3 separate regions of the Sus scrofa genome follow, and all the other regions are linked to region 1. Evidence: chromatin contacts called from public Hi-C data. All regions are on one chromosome and are shown on one strand. The core of a region is the stretch at or near the end of the contact, and the rest is flanking DNA. Distances in the headings are between cores, read along the strand shown.

Region 1 (3,126 bases), core at 278-2,777:
GAAACCAGACTCTGAAATTTAAGCCATTTTCTCAAGAGTTGACCACCTAAGGCAGGGTTCAAACAAAGGCTGAAGGCTTCAAGGAGAAAATGAGTAAGTGGGTTTCCCCAGAGCGGTGTGAAGTCATCAGGCCAAGGTAATACTTCCCAGAGGTGTAACCGCTGTGGGGGGGGGGGCGATGGGGAGACAGAAATGCATGGTACTTTGCAGGTCGGCCCCTGGGGGCTGGGTTGGCTGACGCCTGATATTGCAGTAAAATTCTTGACCTCGAATCGCAGCCCCTAACACCGCTTTCTGTGCAACGTGTTGAAAAGCATCGCTCCCAGTTTACTGACGTTTCTGTTTTGACTTGTTTCTTATTGTACAAGATACATGATAAGGAGTAAGAACCCAGTTTTCAAGGCCTAGTCGAGTTCGAAGGAAGGCCACACCTCAGAGGAAGCTTGGAAGGGAAAGAAAAAGAGAAAAGAAAAGAAAAGAAAAGAAAAGAAAAGAAAAGAAAAGAAAAGAAAAGAAAAGAAAAGAAAAGAAAAGAAAGGAAATTTCTTTCATCCTAACTTTGGCAGAATCTCCAAAAGCCGAAATAGTTAATTTGTAAGCTCTTTCATTTTTTCCTAAACAGTGCCACCTACTGTCCATTTGAAGTCATCGGGAGGCTTGTTGGCAAGGACCAAAGAAAAAGGGGGAAAAGGAACAGAGAAAACTAACAAGGGAAGAAAGATGAGAACGGGCCATCATGAAGCAACAAGTATTTTGACTCGTTATCTTCTTAAAAGGCTCGCAAGAAGCCGAAGCCACTTAATCCATTCCCTTAGAAATTGCTTTTCTTGAGCGCGCTATTTTGGAGTTCTCTAGAGGATGATTTTTATTTTGTTATATTTTATAATGCTCGCTATTTGAATATTTTTATGTTAGAGGATCAGGTTAAGCAAAAAACTTCTGAGTAAAGGGGACTTTTGACATGTGCCATCAGCTCCAAAACTTTCGAGTTGGCGGGAAGAAAGGGTTAACAAGTGAGAGACCAGTTGCTGATTTTTTTTCAGTTTCAGCCGACTTTTCGGAGGCTCCAGGTGTACACACACACACACACACACACACACACAGCCTAAGGGCACCATTTGGTCTTAAAGCAAATTATTTAAATAGTACTGGCAGTTCATCGCGAAGAGGGAATCCTTGTAACTCGGACGAGTCAGGGATGTCTACAAAGCTTGGCCTCCCGGCTGCACCGCGGGAGGAAGGGGGTAATCAGGTGGTGGCCAGCATGCGTGCACTTCTCTGCACACGTTAGCAATCAAGTTAATTGAATTCATTGGAGTTCAGAAGCGGCCTCTAGCTCAGAGAGAGCTTTGAATGGCCAATTTCTCTCTCCCTCTCCCCCTCCCCGCCTCCCGCCCGCCCGGCCGCCCGCGCTCCCAGTTCCCTCCCCTCCGGGTTCCCCAGTCCGCACCTCCCTTCTCCACTCCCCTCACCCCCCACTCCCTCCTCCGCCCTATTAAAACACCCACCAGCTCACTTGTTAAGACCCCCTTAAGTTAGAGGAGGCAGAAAGGCAACAACCGCGAGGAAGGAGAAGTCAAGACGTCTGGAAAGAATTACCCAGTCCTGGCTTCCAGCAGCCCATTGAACCAGGGACTTGAACCAGCCCCAGCCAAAGACTTTCTCTCGATTCTACGCTTCCTGGGTTCTGCTGAGTTTTCACCAGGCCTTTTTTTTCCCCCTCTTTCTTCTGCTTTTTTTTTTTTTTTAATACAAAAAAGACTTTCCGATATTAGAAGAGGGGAACAAGAGCAAAAAATAAAGTTCATTTATTTTTAAAGCACAGACAAAATTTTCTTTTAAGAGTTAGAAGATTGAAGTGCAACGGAAATATTAAGAAAACATACCAGTGATTTTTTTTTTAATTGGGGGGAACCTAAAGATTTAAGATTCCCCTATTCATTTTAAATGTTGTTTTTAAATTTTTTATTTTTTTTGGCCGGTCGCCTCAAATTCATCTGATCTCCTATTACCTCAGTTTTGGAAACTGCCCGCCACCGACCCTCCGGGACCACACAGACAGGCTGAGGACAACTTTATGACCAAGAACTGAACAAGGTACGTTGCACTGGCGCGATTCGGTGAACGCTGAGGGTCCTCGAACAGGCCAGGGACAGGGAGGACATTATTCACATAAGTGTTAAAAACATTTAAGTCAGCTTTCGACAGAAAAGTTTGAGGTCTGAAAATTTCCATCACCCTGAAAACCAGACGACATTTCACATCGCTGTCAGCCTTAGCAACATAGCCGCTGTCTTCTCCCAGCCCTGCGCGCTCGCCAGAAATCCGTTGCCTTTCTGGGAACACAGGTAACTTCTTTGCCTGGGAAAGGCTGCCCGGCCCGGGATGTACTTTTCCATCCCACATCTTCCGGAGCTGCAGAGAGGCTCACGCGTTGGGAGACAAGAATTTCCACTGTGAAAAGAAAATGCATTCCACACAGCCGCCCCCTTACCCCTTCCAATCCCATCATTATTCTTCCCCCCCCCCCATACACAGAGTGGGGAGGAAAACCCTGGACAGCCTAGAGAGTTTTCCTTCTCTTTGGGAAGCCCCTTTCTTACTTGGAATGCAAAGGGTTAAGGCGATCCGGGGTCCCAACTCCGGCCCCAGGGAAGGAGGGTCCTTCGCCACCTCCTTGCAGCTACCGGCCTCGCTCCGCCACTCCTCTTCTTTCCCTGGCCTCCCCTTCTTTGCACTCCTTGCACCCCATTAAAGTGTCAGCTGGGTCTGTCCCGGCTCAGCCCAGCTCCGGAAGCCTTACTGTGGCCAGGGGTCCCTGCTCTTGGAGACCCGAGCGGGAGGGAGGGCGCGCATCCCTGCTCTTGGCTCCTCCGCGGCTCGCGGGCCGCCCGGGGGCAGGGCGTGCGTGGGGACCACGAGGTCGCGCAGGCAGCTGCAGCGTCCCAGGAGCCAATTCCGACGTGGCACCGAGCACGCTGGCGCCTCTTTTCTGCAGCTGCAGAGCCGGGCATCAGTGGCGGGGGATTTGGGGGTGCCGTCCCAAGCGCCCTGCGGGGAATGGGGATGTGTGTGTTGAGGGGGCGCTGCAGGAGCCAGGGTGACTGCGGGAGGCGAGCCAGAGGC
Region 2 (3,126 bases), core at 398-2,897, 460 kb before region 1:
GGGGAAACGGGAAAATATTGATTATTGGCTGGGATAAATATTATTGCCAAGGAGGATAATATTTTCAAACAATGGAAAAAAAAGTGTCAGTGCTTGTGAAGAATAAATCTGGAATATAAAAGTTAGATCATTTAGGGAATTGTAGAACTAGTTTTAGACTTTGGACTTTAATTATTATGAAAAACTTTGAAGAAGTTGAGGTTCACATTTCCTTTATGGAACTACCAGATAGGACAAAACGAAATCAATTGGTCGGAGAGGTAACAATGGATGAGGGAGACCAGTTAGAGGACATTATTTAAGGTGAAGGATGTTGGAAGACCTGACTGTATTTTGCAATGGAGAGCAAAACTTCATGGTTATCCATTTACTACAGTGCTAAATTATAGAAAAACTTGAACCATATTTTATTTAAAAAAGAAAAGCAAAGTTTATTATGTTTTTAATATACATTATTCATCAAAAACTTAGCAGTTTGTATATTAAAAACCTTGAAAATCACAATTTTTCTTGAATTCATCTAAAGGTGAGTCACGGTGAAATCAACTAACCGAAATTGAAGGCAAGGCAGGCTTCACTAAGGAGAGATTGGACTTGCTCATCAGAATAGCTGCTAGATTTGGAATGATGTGCCAGAGAGTGGGAAGAATTGAGCTAAAGTTTTGACAGAATTCTTATGGCAGCTGGTGGACTAGTGTGAGAGTAAGGAAGTCCTGAGCTGCACAGACACAAGGCAGATCCCTGCCCACTCAAAGCCTGTTTCAGGGACCTCACTGAGGATCTCCCAAGAAGAACTGAGGCAAGGATGGAGAACTGAGCAAGCCTCCACTTGAGGCAGGACTGGTGGAGAGGCAGAGTGCTGCTGCAGGGAGAGAGGTCTTTGCAGCTTCTGAATCATCCTGAAGCAGATGGAAGAAGAGAAGCTAATTTTCTCACCCCCAGGACAAGGATGAAGGAAGGGAACAGAAAGTTTATGTGCAGAACAGGGGCAGGGATACATCCAGGGCCCAGGTTATCAATGGAAAGGGACACCGAGAAGACCTCACATGGGGACCCAGGATTCCAGTCATCCATCCATTGCTTCTCAACTCCAAATTCTCCTTTCTTGTTCCGTGTGATACAAGAGCATTTTTCCCCCTTGAAAGAACACTAGAGAAATAAGGGGGCTCTCTTCCTGGTTCTGGTATGCTTTGCTTCCTTTTGTTCCAGTGGTGGTGGACCCTGGATGGAGCCCATTCCTGTAAATGTCAGTGGCATTCTGCAGGTATCTTCACCAAGAGCCTCCTGCATAAAAGTGCCCCCACAGACGCCTCTTTTGATCCTTCTGTGGCAGCTCCAGGCAGCTGCCCAGAAGTTTCACAGCACCCTCCCCTCTGCTGGCGTCTTCCCAGTGACTTTCTGGTGAGTCCAGCTGGTACCCAGCCAAATCCCCTGTGAGTTCTTCAACTCACCTGACTGACAGCTTGACAGCTTCCTGGTGGATTTCCTGCCCACCCACCTCAGCTTGCTCCTATGCTTTTTGGGAAAAAAAAATCACTGCCAACCACTCCTGGCCTACAGTTCTCCAACTACCATCCTGAAATCACCAGTGTTCCAGGGGCAGATTTTTAGCTTGTCAGCCCAAGCTTGTAGTTTTTAACCCACCTGCTTTAGCCCACTGACTGTGTACCAGCTCTGACCAAGCACAGTTCAACAAATGTATGTGCTGGAACCCCACACACTCCAACAAAATCTGAATCTCAAGCTTGGGGAGGATTTTCCCCTTCAACGCTTATGTCTTCCTGGGGTATTATCTCTCAGCATTGGATGATTCTTTAGAGTTTTCTTCTATTCACTTTCAGCAATCAATTCCTTGAAAATAGTTCATAATTCTTTCATGTTATTGTGTGGTTTCCATCTCCTGACTGGGCCTTAAATGATAACAGAATTGGTCTCAGGAGATCAGTTCACAAAGGTGAGATTTGGGACTGATTTGGTCCTGCTTTGGGGATTGAGCTCAAAGAACAGACTGTACCATTTATTAATTTCTTACCTCTTGGCTCTAAATTCACCAAATTGCCCTGTTTGTGGTACTGGAACTTAAAAAAAAAAAAAAAAAAAGTTTTGACAGCAGAGGGCACTGGAGTGACACTCTAAGAGAATGAAGTTTTTCATCCTGGTTCAAAAGTGATTTCTTTCTTCCTGAAGCTGACCCTAGGGAAAGTGGACTCCTAGTAAATTTTGATAGCACTCTCACAGTTGGTTTTGCAGCCCAGTTGGTTTTCTGGGTGGGTCAGCAGTACCACTTATAGGCAGCTTCCTAACAAGATCTGTAGCCCCAGCAGGCTTCATCTGCTCTACACAGTGGAGGGCTCCACAGATGCCCACCCGATCTCCCTGAGGCAAGTCCAATGGCTCTCCCCAAGAGCAATATCTGGACAAGTTCCATGGGTTCTCCATCCAATTTCCTGGCAAGTTTAGCAGCAACCAATGTGGGTAGATTCCCACTGAATTCCATGAATGGTCCCGCAGGCTTCACCATGATGAGCAGTGTTCTCGCAAGGTCAGTTTCCTGATTCTGCAAGTTCCCTAGCCAGCTTCACAAAGTGCTTAATATACCCTCCTTTCTCCTCAGCTCACTGCTTCCCAGTGGCTTTCTGCTGAATACAGTTTGTGCTCTATCTACCTTTCCAGCAACTTCAAAGTCAACCCCCCCAACCAATTCACAGTGAATTTCTTCAGCGCCTTAGAAAGGAGTTTCCTGCCCACCAAATGTTGCCTTCTGGTACTTTAGTGGGGAATTTCCAAGATGCCATTCTCAGCCCATACTTCCTTGCCCACCAACCTCATCCCACAAGCGTTCCTGTGCAAGCTGTGGAAAATTTTTTTGCCAGGGAGTAATACAAAAGACGTCTCTACTCTTCAGTGGGCTGCAATCATACCCCCTTCGATAATGACTGGATTCCAGTCTCAGGAAACACCCATAGTTCAATGTTTGTTTCACTCTTGGATACTTCCTTTCAATCCAAGGATATTCTTTTAAAGTCTCATTATCTCTTTTTGTAATATTTAATTCTTCATTCATATTAAACATTCCTTATGTGAAAAATCCCCATTTCATATTACTCTGAGCTGTCTACCGACTGA
Region 3 (3,126 bases), core at 378-2,877, 330 kb after region 1:
TACTCTAAAGTCCATATTCTCTACCACAATACTTTACTGCTTTCCATCATCCAGAGGCCAAGAACTCATAAAATACATGGTTTCAAAATGGAAACTCTGGTCAACATTCTTTTTTGGCCTCAATTACAACAACAAAAAACAAAATCAAACAAAACCTCCTACCTTAAATGAAAGACTCTTTAATGTTTAACCCCGGCCATTTGTCCAGCCTTATCAATGGCCATTCCCCTACCTTGGTTTTTATGCTCCACCCACGTCAAATAAGCCATGTCTTCTTGTGCCTAAGTTTCCTTGAAGATGTATTTCCCTCTTCCCGGATGCCCTCACCTGCCTTATTTCCAGATCTCATCCTAACAGTTATTTCCCATGCCATCTCCACCCCAGAGCTCCCCTCACTGCCTTCAAAGGCAAATTTGGGAGTTCCTTCTTCCTTCTTCCAACAATACCGCATATACATTTGCCTGAATTTAGCACTTGCCAGGCTATACATTTACTTTCCACTTGTTTGTCTGCCTTTCTGACATACTCTGTCCTCCTGGAAGGAAAGGATTACCTTCGTCTTTATGCCTTGCATATAGTTGACAGCTGATAACTATTTATAGAATAAGCGACTGAATGAGCAATTAATTAATTACATCAGTAGGCATTCTTTCTGTCAGTAGTAATAGGAAATCCAACTCAAAGTAGTTTAAGTAATAAAAGAACTATTTCAGCTAATATAAAAAGTAGAGCAGAAGAATGCCCTTTGGTTTCATCCAGGAGCTTGTTGCTATTACCAGTTTCTTTCCAGCTCCCTTTTCTTCCTGTGAGCTTGTCCTAAGGCCGAGCTTCCCAGGTAGTCACAGGATGGCTGTCTCCAGTTTCTAGAGCCACACATATGCTTTCTTGTATCCAGAAAATAAAAAATAGTATCTTTCCTCAACCCATGGAACACCTGCCAGCTTCACCCTGTTGAAAATGATCTAGGTTTCCCAGGACAAAGAAAGTTGTCCTGATTAATTTAAGCCTGGTTAAGTGTCCATTCCTAATCTGATCATTGCAGCATAATAGAGGGGGATTAGATTAGGCACTTAAGACCCACCCCCAGAACTAGAGGTGAGTCCTACCTCAGGTCTATGGTTACTACCTAACAAAGACAGTGTGGAGTGGATGCTGGGGGGCAAAGTGTGTGACCTATGAATGGATTTTCCCACTCTGAACAATCACACATGCTCATTTTCATTAGATAAGTTCTTCTGCAAGCATTTCAACATTGTCTATAAGACAAGCATCTTCTGATGCCAAGACCTCATTTTCTACTGCTATACTACTAGCTCCTCGGCAGTTCAGTAGGTTAACAGCCAGTCTCCCTTATCTCTGCTTCACTGACAAGTAACCTTCAAACCTGCAGCCTTGGTGAATGACCCAAGGATTCCTCCCCAAATCAGAAGAGATCCAAATTTCCCAGGGGGTGTCTGGGACAGAAGAGAAGTTGTTATTAACTGAGTGAGTCACATGCTGAATCACAAAACAAGAACCATTTGGGGAAAGGTCTATAACTGCAAAGTGTGTTTCCAGTTAAGGAGACACCCTCAGGCCTTTTGGGGAAGAAGCCAACGCTGGCCAACATCATCAGAGGAGCATCCCCAATGGCTGGATGATTGTGCCTCACAAGCCATCCGCTCATCTGAGTTTTATGTCTCTGAAGCTCTCAGGGATATGTCCTCCGGGAAATCTCAGATGGAGGCGGGAATTTCCCATGTGCTGGGAACCCAACTTGTCAATGAAAGTTTCAAGGAAAGGTCAACAGTTCTCTACAGGAATGGCATTTGGAACACCCCTCCCAGAAACCGGACAGCTGATTACTTCATTTCCTTTCTCCTTCCTAATAATTTACACATGATTTTTTACCACCCTAAAAATGGATATTTGATGTGCTGTGATTTAAGTATTCTAATGTTGAGAGTGATAAAAGACATTTTGTCTCAGTGACAGATAAAATTTGGGAGATGAAGCTAAAATTAAAGACTGCATGTGGACTGTTTTTTCTTTTATATGCAGGTTCGGTATTCTATGGTGCAGGGAGTGTTCAACATTTTTCTACTTTAAATACATCCACCAAGAATCCTCAAAGTGCTCCACCCATTTTATTTGTTGACACCTCTATCCTTCCATCTGTGTTTTCATTTGGTGAGCACAAATGTCTTGGTCTTTCACGTGCCACACACAGGCAGGTCCACACTTAGCGCTTCTGTGAATCATCTGACTTGGATGCTGACCTTGGGTCCAAAGCCCTGTTTCTCCTCCCAGTCATTCTGTGAGGGAGCTCTTCCTTCATTTAACATTAGGAGGGGGAACTGGAGAAAAGGAGGGATCTAATTGTGAGTAATCTGTGTTACTGTCATAGCAACCTTAGTTCCCCCTTGGATCAGGTCTAATTCTCAGGGGTAAAATTTCCCTTGAGTGTAAGCATTTCAAGTGCAAGTCATCTTTATTAATAATTATATCCAGAAGAGGGCCTAACACCTACTAGATACATAGTAAAGGATGAGTACAACTGAGGAAACCAAGGCAGAGATAAGAAGGTAACTTGCTATTGGTAATACAGCCACATTCTCTGCATAATTTACATCCTCGGCTAGTGGGCTTCAGAATGGCTTACAGCTATTTCTTATAAACTGGTCTGTCCTGATACACCCTCAGTTAAGGCACTGGGCATTGCTACTCCTGTCCTTAATTCTAACACAGACTCCATTTAAAAGAATATCTTTTAATCAATCAATTTATTTTAAATATAACCTAGTCACCTCAAACATCTACCTTTGAGCGCCAAAGAATAAATCTAATAAATCCAGTTCTTCTTTGCCCCAAATTAAACCGACTCTCTCCATGTTGAATCACTGTGAATGTCTTCTAGCCTGATACAGACAGACTTGGGAGTTACCCACATTTGAAGATTCAGCTGCACTTGGAAGGGGAGCAAGGAAAAAGAGGGAGGGGAAAAAAGAGGGTTTTTTTTTTTCTCCTCCTCTCCATGGAGCAGGGACCTTTACAATGCACCACAGTGTGTGAACAGAGCTACGTGCTGTGATACCATTTAGCAATAATGGATAGCTTGTGCTGCCCAGACTTAACAGGCCAGTGAGC

What was found. Hi-C and Micro-C count contacts between places; a contact is called where the count stands out from the background.
Region 2: a Hi-C map of embryonic fibroblasts shows a contact between it and region 1, with 7 times the contacts expected there. The contact joins the enhancer-like site here to the promoter of SHAS2 in region 1. A contact is called at or near these places in 8 of 47 Hi-C or Micro-C datasets (embryonic fibroblasts, heart right ventricle, retroperitoneal adipose tissue and 2 more).
Region 3: a Hi-C map of retroperitoneal adipose tissue shows a contact between it and region 1, with 2.1 times the contacts expected there. The contact joins the enhancer-like site here to the promoter of SHAS2 in region 1. A contact is called at or near these places in 12 of 47 Hi-C or Micro-C datasets (adipocytes, alveolar macrophages, embryonic fibroblasts and 7 more) and 2 of 2 datasets of contacts at active chromatin or transcription factors (alveolar macrophages and skeletal muscle).

Annotation. Positions count from the first base shown.
Region 1 is chr4:17,581,627-17,584,752 of Sscrofa11.1, forward strand. SHAS2 (hyaluronan synthase 2) reads left to right here and starts at 1,528. Exons shown (of 4, transcript NM_214053.1): 1 at 1,528-2,097. LOC106509979 (a long non-coding RNA gene) reads right to left here. Exons shown (of 2, transcript XR_001308039.2): 1 at 2,604-3,126; 2 at 1,734-2,454.
Region 2 is chr4:17,123,179-17,126,304 of Sscrofa11.1, forward strand. No RefSeq gene overlaps it. Among named protein-coding and RNA genes, the nearest start is that of SHAS2, 460 kb to the right of the region's middle. Within about 2 kb of position 1,648, at least 1 of the 83 cell types and tissues checked has an H3K27ac peak or open chromatin away from gene starts, as enhancers often do.
Region 3 is chr4:17,913,649-17,916,774 of Sscrofa11.1, forward strand. No RefSeq gene overlaps it. Among named protein-coding and RNA genes, the nearest start is that of SHAS2, 330 kb to the left of the region's middle. Within about 2 kb of position 1,628, at least 15 of the 83 cell types and tissues checked have an H3K27ac peak or open chromatin away from gene starts, as enhancers often do. A contact at or near this core is called in fetal skeletal muscle and retroperitoneal adipose tissue, where this site is marked.